Linked DNA regions of Sus scrofa: region 2 is linked to region 1. A link is a contact called in public promoter capture Hi-C data. All regions are on one chromosome and are shown on one strand. Each heading gives the region's core, a stretch centred on a gene start, on an enhancer-like site or on the middle of the called end of the contact. The rest is flanking DNA. Distances are from core to core; before and after follow the strand shown. Region 1 holds the start of ELF3 (ETS-related transcription factor Elf-3). Region 2 has its middle 8.9 kb from the start of GPR37L1.

Region 1 (5,167 bases), core at 1,112-3,611:
CCCTCAGTGGGCGGGGCATCCAGCAGCCCAGCCACTGTCCCTGCCTGAGCCTGCCCAGCACCCACCAGCCTCTTCCCACCAGCAAATGGGCCCCCCAGGCAGGACAGGGCAGGGGCAGGGAGACTAGACTCCACCTCCAGCCTTCCCCAGGTGCCCCCCTGAGGGACCACCAACCAGCTCTGCTGCTAGGCAGTGACCCATACCCAGGGCCCTGGCCTCAGGCACAGCTGCAATGAGGGCAGGAGGGAGGAATGGTGTGAGCCCCCACACACACACCGCGCAGGCCCCCCTCCCACCATTCAGCCCTCCCCACCATGCAGGTCCCCCCCTCACCATGCTTGCTCTTCGTTCCCTCCAGACACCCCCGAGATTCTTTGCTCAGCTTTCGGGGGCGGCCCCGTTTCCGCTTCCCGTGCTTCAGATCCCCCTTCTTGTAGTCTGGGAAGCCATCTGTGGGGAGAGGTGGTGGGTCAGGGTAGGGAGGGATGGGGGCTGGCTCCAGGCACTGCCAGTGGGACCCCCCGTGGGGACCAGGAGACCTCGGCTCACCCCCGGAGAAGGGCTTGCTGTCAGGGGCGTCCAGGTCCACGTCGCTTCCACCGGAGTCTGAGGTGGGGGAGCTCTGGGAGGCTCCAGTGCCTGGGGAGGGAGTGGGTGTGAGCCCCTCCCAGCCACACTGCTGCCCACCGACTCCCATCCATCCTCCAGGGAAGCCAGGGCCTCTGGGGCAGGGGGAGCTGTGGGCAGACGCCAGCCGGGCTCACCTGCGGTGGAGACATCGGAGCTGCCTGGGGAGGGGGCTCCCGCGCTGAAGCTGCCCGGGTAGAAGGGGCTGGGCTGTCTGCAGTCCTCCAGCATCTCTTGGGCGAAGGGGCTTCCCTGGTCTGGGAGAACAGGGGAGGGTTCAGATGGGTCTGACTGGGTGGCACCGGGCAGAAATGGGGAGGACAGGCTGGGGATGCCGAAGACTCTCACCAAAGGGGCCCTGGTCTCCGAGGGGCTCCTGGAGGGTCATGCTGTCCTTCTCCAGAAGTTCCATGATCCAGCTGAGCTCGTCAGGAAAGCTGGAAGCTGATAAGAAGGGGGATCAGGGCCCAGGCTGGCTCCTCTCCCCTCCCCCGGGCTCCCTCTAGGGCGGCTCCCCAGACCAGCCTCCCTGACGGGGAAGGCCCCTCCAGGACTTACTGAGGTCCCATAGCTGAGCATAGAGCTGGTCCCCCAAGGGCCCGAAGACCAGGCGCAGCTCCTCAGGGGCGCAGCGGCAGAGCGCGGCCCCGTCCATGTCACAGCGCGAGAGGTCGATGGTGCTGGCGTCGTATTTGTGCTTCTCCACTTGGTAGCTGATCCAGTCCAGAACCTGGGCCTTGGACCAGAGCTGGGGCTGCTCCCCCGACCAGCTGGCCTTCTCTGCAGGGGACGGGCAGGTGGCGGCAGGTCAGCCCCCTTCTGGAGCCCATTGGGGTGCCTCTCCGAGAACCCAGCCAGGCTGGGGCAGGAAGCACTGCTCACAACCATTCCCGGCCCCCAAACCCCAGCACGCCAACTGCTTACAGCTCACCCCAGCCGCCCTCCCTGCCTGACCCCCATTTGTCCACAGGCTCTTAGATGCTCGTCTCCCCTTCCTCAAACACCCCACCGCAGCCTGAGACCCACCTGGGCCCTCCAGGGGCATCTGTGGGCTGCCCAGGGCCAGCACCAGGTCGTCGGCCCCAAAGGTGGCAGCGGCGGGAACAGAAGCCAGAGTGGGGTCCTCCGAGCTGTACATCGTACTGAAGTAATTGCTAAAAACGTTGCTAATCTCGCAGGTTGCGGCCATGAGGCTCCCTGGGAAGGGAGGGCGAGGCAGATGAGGGCCGGTCCTCTCCTACCCTCCAGCCACTCTGCTCCAGCCAAGCCTGGGGCAGGAAGGGCCCAAGGGCGCGAAGGTCAACAGCTCTGGGGACACCTATTCCTCCATAAGGGCTCCAAGGTCTCTAAGCTGGGGCAGGGGTGGGGGCACAAGGCCCCCCACCAGGCTCCCTCCTCAGCCCACCTGGGTCCTTGAGTGGGACCAGCAGTCTGTCCCCCCCAGGACAAGGCCCTGGGGACACCACCTGCACTCTGGCTGGGAATTCCACCCTGCGAACTGCTGGGGGAGACACAGGTTCCCCAGTGCCCCCTCACCCCCAGTGTCCCCAGGCCGGGCTGGGTAACATGATGGGCTGGGGTCCTACCGGTGGCGGCTGAGGGTGTGGCAGGCAGGTTAGGGGACAGCAGGCGGGAAGAATCCGGGGACAAGCTCTGCCAGGTGGTGGTGCGCAGAGGCTCTGGCTGCGCTCCCGGCGCCCTAAGAACAAGCATCTGAGCTCCGCCCGCCCAGGCCTTTATAGGCGCCTGCGGTAACCTGAGCTGGTGGCTCATTGGTCGAGGGGATTTCCTGGCCTTTAGACTGGGCTCCTGGCCCCAGGTGATTTGCATATTTTGTGCCTCTTGGCTGGGATCCAGGCTGCGGTGCTGGGAAGTCAGGCCCTGCTGGTTTAATGATTGTCAGGGTCTGTCATCCCGCACCCTCTGGGGTTGGGCACAGGGCAGTGGCCTGGGCGGGGGGCCGAGAGCCGCTGGGTGGGCATGTGCACTTTCGGCCACCCCCTGGCTCAGGAAATTCCTTAGGGGGGCCAGGCAGGGACAGGCTAGGGGAGGGTGCGTGACTGGGTCAGAGCTGGGTCGGGAACACTCCCGGCCCCCAATGTCTGCAGGTCTGAAGACAAAGGGGATGGAGCAGGGAGAGAAGATACTGAGGTCTGGGGTTTTTCCCACGATGCCCAGGATTCAGGCTGGAAGGCTCTCTAGACACCAGGCTACATTCACGGGGGTCTGGGTAGGGCCCTGGCGTCCCTAGCCACAGGGCCCACCACTGTCCTCTCCTTTGTTGGCAAGGTCTTGGCATTCTTTGCCTGCTGGATGCCCCACAAGCATCACGGTCACCCCTGTCCAAGCACCTGGCTCTGCTCAGAAACCCCCCGGACCCCTGATGGAGCCCACCTAGAAGGGGGTGCTGGCAGGGGCTGCAGAGGGCGCTGGCCCCACGTGCGGGTGTTTACGGCTCTCTGTGGCCTCCGTCTGACCTCCCCGTCTAACCTCCGCTCCTCGGGTGCCGGCGCCTGCCTGCTGCCCCCTAGCGGCCAGAGGCCCCGCCCTTCGCCCGCATCGGGGACGCGGCGGGGCAGCGCGGCGGCGGGAATGTGTGGTTGTCCTCCTTTTACAGATCGGGAGGTTGCAGCTCGAGGGCTGAATGACCCGCCCAGGCCACGCGGACCTAGTTAAGTGGTGGAGCTGTGGTTTAACTCCCCCACCCGGCGCTCTTTCCAGTCGACCTCGCCCTCCCTCTGGGCAAGGTGACCTTTCCACACAGGGTCCTCTCCATGAACCCAGCCCCACTGCGGACCCCAAGGGGCGTCCTGCAGACCCCCGAGGCCCTGTGGGGCGGGGGGAGGGCAGCCAGGTGGCGAGGGGGCGGGAGACCTCTGGGGTCTCTTCCGGTTGCCATCCGTGAAAAAGAGTGTGTTTGGATACAATAGTCCCTCAGATACCTCCAATCTCACTCGTGGCCACATCGCAGAGGCAGGATCTGAGTATCTCCCCCCCACACAGTCCTGGGCGCCCCCCAGCCCCCTCCTTTAACCCTCCCTGCGAGGAATAAGACGTTCCTCTGGCATCTGCTTCCAGTCTCAGCTCTGAAATTGCTGGATGCGCAGAGGGAGTGAGGGTCTGGCCCCCTTCCACTGAGCCGGGAGTGGGGGGCCTGGGCCCTGGGGAGCAGGGCCCCAGCCCTTGGGGGGGGGCCTCCCCCACAGCCCCAGGCACGCCCTCCACCCAGTCCCTCGCCCTGGAATGTGGGAGAACCAGCTCTGGGCTCCAGCCCCAGGATAGCTCACGTGCTCCAGGGGAGAGTACCTGGCTGAGGCTGGGGTGGGGAGGGATGTGGAGGCAGCAGGGAGAAAGGCCGCAGGCCTCAGGCTCCTGGGAGAAGTGGGGCTGTCAAGCGTGCTTGTGGGCTGGCCTCCCTTAGCAGGTGATGTAGCGGTGGGGAGGGGTCAGGGCCTGGAGTGGCCAGGGGGATGGGGGGGGGGGCAGGGGGAGATGCGGGAGCAGTGGCACAACCTCTAGACCTAAGAAAGGACAGGACTGTGGGGGACACAGGCTGTGAGCCCCAGGACGCCCAGCTGTGAAACTAGGCTGAGAAAGGAGGCTCCTGGGTCCGCAGGATCTGTGCAGAACGCAAGGGAGCGGGGAGGCATCTGGACAGCCCTTCCCGTAACAGACAGCCAGGATGGTATGCTGGGCGCCCCTGTGTTGGGGAAGCTCCAGGTGCCCAGGACCACTGCCCACCAGACCCTGTGCAGAGGAGGGGTGGAGGCCCGTGTCAACAGCCTTGCAGCCAGTCCACTGCAAGTTTATTTGCACTGATGGAAAAGATGGGGGGGGCACTGCAGAAGAGGAGCAGCTCACCCACAGGTTCTCTCGGCAGAGGCTGTGCTTGAGAGGTGTGCCCTCTATCTTTCATATGCTCCTGTGGGACCCCCCTCCTCTGCCAGCCCAGGGTGGGGGAGGGGACCTAAGAAGAGGGGACACTGTCCTCTGGGTCCCTCTGACCTGATGAGAACTGCAGTGGGGTGGGGGGATCCTGGGGGAAGGAACGGCACAGTCAAATACTTTCCACTTAAAAAAAAATATTTATTAAAAGAGCGATTAAACTTGAAAAAGAATCACCAAAATGCAGCCCTTTGCACAGTATTTCATGAATCAGCCAAAGAAAAAAAAGAAAAAGGAAAAAAAAAATTAAAAAGAGGAAAAAAATCCCAGAGACTCAGCTGGGGAGGGGGCGGCCCCCAGAGCCGCAGGTGCTGCTGCCCAAGGCGCGTGGAGGTTCCAGTCTCAGGACTCGGGTCCAGAGTCGACCTGTCAGAGCAGAGGCCCGGGGTGCCCAAGGCCAAGCCCAGACAGTAGGTTATCCCGCAGGACATGAACTTGGGACACTGACCAGAGACCTGGAATTCGGGAGCCATTACTCTGCGAGCCACCTCTAGCTGCCCAGCGGCTCCACGATCTGCTGGACGTAGTGGACCACGTTGCTGTGGAGCTGAGAGGCCGTGGCCGCAAAGGTCTCCTTGGCGAGGGCACGGGCGGC
Region 2 (5,167 bases), core at 795-3,294, 60 kb before region 1:
CATGTGACCGGGAGCCCCCCAAGGCAGGTACCCTGCTGGTGACAAGCTTCCTCTGTGGTCTCCTCAGTCATTACCCAGGGTGGGCTGCAAAGACAGGGAGAGCGACACAAGAGGGGACAGAAATCAGCATCTTCCTTTGGGAAAAACAGCAGGGGGATCGGGTGGAGGTAGATGACCTGCCCATACGCAAAGGAGGCTGAGGACAGACACAGAGCCCCCACCTCGGCGGGTCTGTCCCCCAGGAACGGAACCAGCAGGGCCAAGCTGATTGCCCGGCCCTTGGGTGAGGCTTGACCTCTGCATGAATACAGGGCTTCTGGGCCAGGCAAGACCCCCCCCCGCCTCCCTCAGACTGTCCTCAGCTCTAGCGTCTAGTCTTACCCTCTCTGATTCCTCCGGGGACTCCCTCTTTTTCCCTCCTGTTCAAACCAGCACAAAGTCTGCGAATCTGCAGGACGCACTGAGCTCTACTGAAGCCGCCGACACAAGGACACAGACTCAGCACAGCCCCTGACATCCTGACCCAGGGTCACTTCCTGCAGGGCGCGTGGGGCTGTGCTGGCTTCAGCCAAGGCCATGCTGGGCTCAGCACTCACAGTAAAACCCGATGCCTCCCAGGGGCTTGAAAAGGTGACAGCAGCTTTCCCCTGACGGCCCAGGGTGACTCTGAAGCCGACCTGGAACGTGCATCTTCCTCATCTTCCTCTCGGGAGACACCCCCCCCTCCGCCCCCCGCACACAACCCTGGGCTCCAGAACCTGCAAATCTGCAGCCGCCCCCGGGGGCTCAGCCCAGACCCCGGCAGCAACCACCCCGCAGGAGATCTCGCTCTCCCAACTACACGTGTCCCAGGGCTCCTCGGGGACTTTCCGGTGGGCCCACGGTGTGAAGCTGACCCGGCTCCTGGAAATTCCACAAGACGTCCTTGCCAGCACTACAGGCCCCCTGCCGTCCCCTGAATGGAGGCCCCTTTGCAGGTCCCCGCCCTCTCCTATGAAACAAGGCTTTGCCAGGGGTGTCTCAGTCCCTCTGAGCCCCAGTGCTTCCAGAGGAACTTCTGTGGACAATGCCTTGTTGATGTTTTTGCTTGTTTGCTTTTGTTGTTTGTTTGTTTGTTTTTGTTTTTGTTTTTTTAGTCTTTCGGGTTTGTTTTTTTTTAGGGCCGCATCCGCATCATATAGAGGTTCCCAGGCTAGGGGTCCAATCGGAGCTGTTGCTGCCAGTCTACACCACAGCCACAGCAACGCTAGATCTGAGCCGTGTCTGCGACCTACACCACAGCTCACGGCAATACTGGATCCTTCACCCACTGAGCGAGGCCAGGGATCGATCCTGCATCCTCAAGGATACTAGTCAGATTTGTTTCCACCGAGCCACGACGGGAACTCCTGTTGTTCGATTTTTGTTTTTGGCAGAGGATGAGGGAAAATTCCAGACCCCTGGTGGCCTCATGGTCCATAGAAAGCTGGCACTGGATGTTGTAATCTCCTGGACCATTTCTCTTTCGCCCATTTCTTTTTTATTAAAAAACATTTTAAAAAAATTTTTTCTTTTTAGGGCCACACCCGAGGCATGTGGAAGTTCCCAGGCGAGAGGTTGAATGAGAGCTGCAGCTGCCAGCCTACGCCACAGCCACAGCCATGGCAGATCCTTAACCCAGTGAGCGAGGCCAGGGATGGAACCCATGGCCTCATGGATACTAGTTGGGTTCTTAACCCTCTGATCCATGACGGGAACTCCCCTTTTGCCTACTTCTGACGCAGGAGGTGGAGGGAATAGAGATGGCAGCGAGCTTGGCGCGGGCAGGGAGGTGTGCCTGTGCAGGTGCGTGTGTGTATCTGTGGGTCTCTGTGCTCAGCACAGGATAGTGTGTATCGCCCTCCATGCCAGAGTCACGGAGCGCCCCACACGCCGCCGCGTAAAGAGGTTTATATTCCTCTCTGGCATGGCTGGGCCCGGGGTGTGGTTCAACAGATGGCTAGCAGGGTACAGGTGTGTCTGGCTGGAAAAGGCAGCTGACCCAGCCTCCCGATTGGCTGTCTGTGAGTCACGGCAGTTGGGTTCCTGGAGCGGCTCGCAGGCTGCCATGGAGCTGGGGTCATGCCCTGCTTATCTCCACCGCCTTCGCTGCCAGCCCAGACGGACAATGTTCCCGTATCGGCAGTGACGCTCGCAGGCTGCTGGCTCCGGGTCAGTGGGACATGCCCTCTGGGGAGGTGTCCCAGGAGGGCGTGGGTTCACCTCAACCTCGCCGTGCCGGACACCACAGCTCCCCCCACCCCCCACTTTCGATGGGGCCTCAGGGGAGATTGGAGGGGCCGGCTGGACGGCTGACTGCAACCTGGCAAGAGCACAAAGGGGTTTCCTCAGTTCCAAAACACCCACCTGAACTGACCAGCAACAGGAAACTGTTTGTGGGTAAACATTCTAGAAACCACCTCCAGCCTCTGGGAAGGGCCTCCAGGGAGATGGGCAGAGAGGCGTTGCCATGGTAACTCAGCAAGCTTCTGAGGCTCTAGCAGAGGGAGGAGCAAGGCAGGTGCCCTGGACCCGTACCCCGGCTTTTTCAGATCTAAGGGATCCCTGGACATGTGACACTGGATGCACCCTGCCTCCCCCACCCCCAGAGTTTTCATCTCCCAGGCCCTCGGTGGGCGTGGCTTCAGGTGGACATGGCAAGGCCATGACAGGGACATGCACGCCCCAAGGTCACAAGGTGGAGGCCGGCAGCCAGCAGGAGCTGACGCGGGGCCACCTGCTCCACCACACCTGAAAAGCCCTCGTCTGCCCGGTCACCCATACAGTTGCAGCCCCCAGGCCTCCGTTAGTGTCCCGGAACCACTCAGCTTGGGGACAGGGGGACCTGGCACTACCCCCTTGATCCAGGTGGCTAGTGCTTAGAAGCTCCAAGGCAGCAAACCACCATATGTTGGCGGTCACCCCTGCTCCCTTGTCTGCCTCCCCGGGCAGATACAACTTTGTGTTGGGGGGAGTGGGGTCATGGTACGGGCGGTGGGCTGGGGAGGCCCGACCAGCTCCCTATGGCTGCCCAGCTCTCTGCCACCCTAGACCTGGCTCCCGCCCACCAGGAGGGCACCGTGGCCATCCAGGCGCCTGGGCAGACTGCCAGGGGGAATTTTCCACCTGCCTGCCTTTACCGCCTGCTCTATGGTCTGGAGCCAAGCCTGGGGAGGGACGGGCCCCCAGGGCAGCTGGAGGAAGCGCCGAGGTTGCTTGGGTCGCCCACTCAGAACAGCCACCCGCGCCTGGGTCCATGCCAGCCAGCAGTGTCTCCTCTCAGAGGGGCAGGAGCTAAGTTGGCTCTGGGTCATGACCCCGCCCCCCCAAACTAGTAGGCCCCTACCTTGGGCTAGTGGGACACTGAGGCACAAGAGAGCAACAAATAGGACCAAGGTCACAGAGGGCAAGGTGGCCAAGTCAGGCCTCAGACTCACAGCAGAGTGTCCTTGACCACACTTTCCAGGCTTCCCCGGAGCATGGCCCACCTGGACTGCCCTCGTCCCCACCAGCTTTGCTCCAGCCCAGCCCAGCTCCCCCCCCACACACTGTCCTCCTCCTGGGCATAGTCGGGTGGGTCTGTCCTCCCCAGCTCCTTGGGAGAAAGCAGCTCTGGGGTGTGCGTGTGTGTATGTCCCTGGGAGAGCTGAGGGTGGGGCCGAGGCTGCTTCAGGAGCCCGCGTGTGACACTGAAACCGCGGGTGACCACAGAGGCAGGAAGATTCAGGCGAGATTAGAAGCAGATAAGCTGAGGGCAGCTGGGCTGGGGAGGGCTGAAACCTGGGGCCTCTGGGAGGGGCAGCGCCTTCTGCTTGCCCCTCAGATCCCTGGCCTCATGGGGAGCCCACTCGGCCTTGGGCCCCGACAGGGAGGGGTCAGCTGGCGCCCCATGTCGCTCCCCCCAGCAGAGAGGTGACCTGGGTGAACTGCTCCTTCGAGTAAACAGCAAAGCGAGAGCCTGGGGCGCGGGCGGCTGAGGCTGAAACTGGTGCCGTGAGCCCATGAGTCATGTTCTCGCTCCGAGGCTGCCAGGGAGGGAGCGGGAGGGAAAAGGCAGGACAGGGGCAGGGCAGGCCCCACGCCCCCTCTTCTGGGACTCCTCAAAGGGTCCTCAGAAATCTCTTCATTTCACTGAGTTAGGGGGCTGCACCGGCGACGGCCCAGAGAGGACAAGTGACTTGTCGATGGACACACAGCACGTCGGTGCTGTCAGGACTCCTGAGCCACGGAGTCAGATCCCAGAGCCGGGAACAGAACTGCAACAGGTTGCCCTGTCTGGCCCAGACCAGGCCTGCTGCCCACTGGGGAAAGAGCTGGGTAACTGCCATCTTTGCCAAAGACGCCGGCGAGCCCTGGGCTGCTCTGGGGACTGGCCTGACGTCAGCTGGCTTCACCCACCCCTGGAAGCCCTGCCCAGTGCTGTGATGTCACGGGGCTGAACCAGCTCTGCTGGGAAGAACGTGCCACCCTGGGGAGGGGTGCAGGGATCCAGTCTGGGTCTGAGCGAGATCTACCCCCTTCAGAGCTCCCCGCCCCCCACTGCTGCCCCCCACGCCCCAACCCCCTGCTCCCCTGAAAGCGAGCTCCCCCTGGGGCTGCTCCCACGGGTGCCTGAGTCAGCTCTCAGGGGCCAAGTTATGAACACCACAAAGGGAGCCCTCCCTGGCTGCGCTGCTGTCGTGGGCAGGAGGCTGGAATTCAGAGAATTCAGAGTTTCGGGTCATCCCAGCAAATCTCAGCCTGTCACCTCGGCAGAGCCCTGGGCAGGTGTCTGGCCTCATGGAGCCGCCTGTGTAAACACATCCCCGCAGGGCGGTCGTGAAGATTAAATGGAGTGACCTTGTGCAACTTCGGCCCAAGGCCCGGCATGTGGTGACAAGGGCTCAGTTTCTGGAAGGGGAACTATTCCAGAAGAGGGCTCTGATTTAATAAACAGGGTTGGAAGGATAGTCTGGCCTTCCATTTACTCCGAGAGCTCCTCCGCCAGGCGATGGGTGCCAGAAGGAGGACTCGGGCTGGCAGCGGGATGGGGGGCTTTCTATCCCCCCCAAAAAGGCACCCTCATCTCCCCTGGCCCCTCACCCCAACCCTCATCTCCGCCCTGGATCCCTCCTCCTCCTGAAGCTCAGGTGAGCTAGGGTCTCCTGCC

What was found. Promoter capture Hi-C pulls out the DNA fragments that hold promoters and counts their contacts.
Region 2: a contact with region 1 is called in a promoter capture Hi-C map of liver, with 7 times the contacts expected there. The contact joins the enhancer-like site here to the promoter of ELF3 in region 1. A contact is called at or near these places in 5 of 5 promoter capture datasets (fetal liver, fetal skeletal muscle, liver and 1 more), 25 of 47 Hi-C or Micro-C datasets (alveolar macrophages, brain, embryonic fibroblasts and 14 more) and 1 of 2 datasets of contacts at active chromatin or transcription factors (skeletal muscle).

Annotation. Positions count from the first base shown.
Region 1 is chr10:24,235,046-24,240,212 of Sscrofa11.1, reverse strand. It overlaps ELF3 (ETS-related transcription factor Elf-3), which reads right to left and starts at 2,361. Exons shown (of 9, transcript XM_021064529.1): 1 at 2,214-2,361; 2 at 1,654-1,824; 3 at 1,186-1,407; 4 at 976-1,071; 5 at 765-884; 6 at 550-639; 7 at 334-450. The coding sequence starts at 2,340. RNPEP (aminopeptidase B) reads right to left here. Exons shown (of 11, transcript XM_021064527.1): 11 at 4,693-5,167. The coding sequence ends at 5,063.
Region 2 is chr10:24,295,213-24,300,379 of Sscrofa11.1, reverse strand. No RefSeq gene overlaps it. Among named protein-coding and RNA genes, the nearest start is that of GPR37L1, 8.9 kb to the left of the region's middle. Within about 2 kb of position 2,044, at least 23 of the 83 cell types and tissues checked have an H3K27ac peak or open chromatin away from gene starts, as enhancers often do. A contact at or near this core is called in liver, where this site is marked.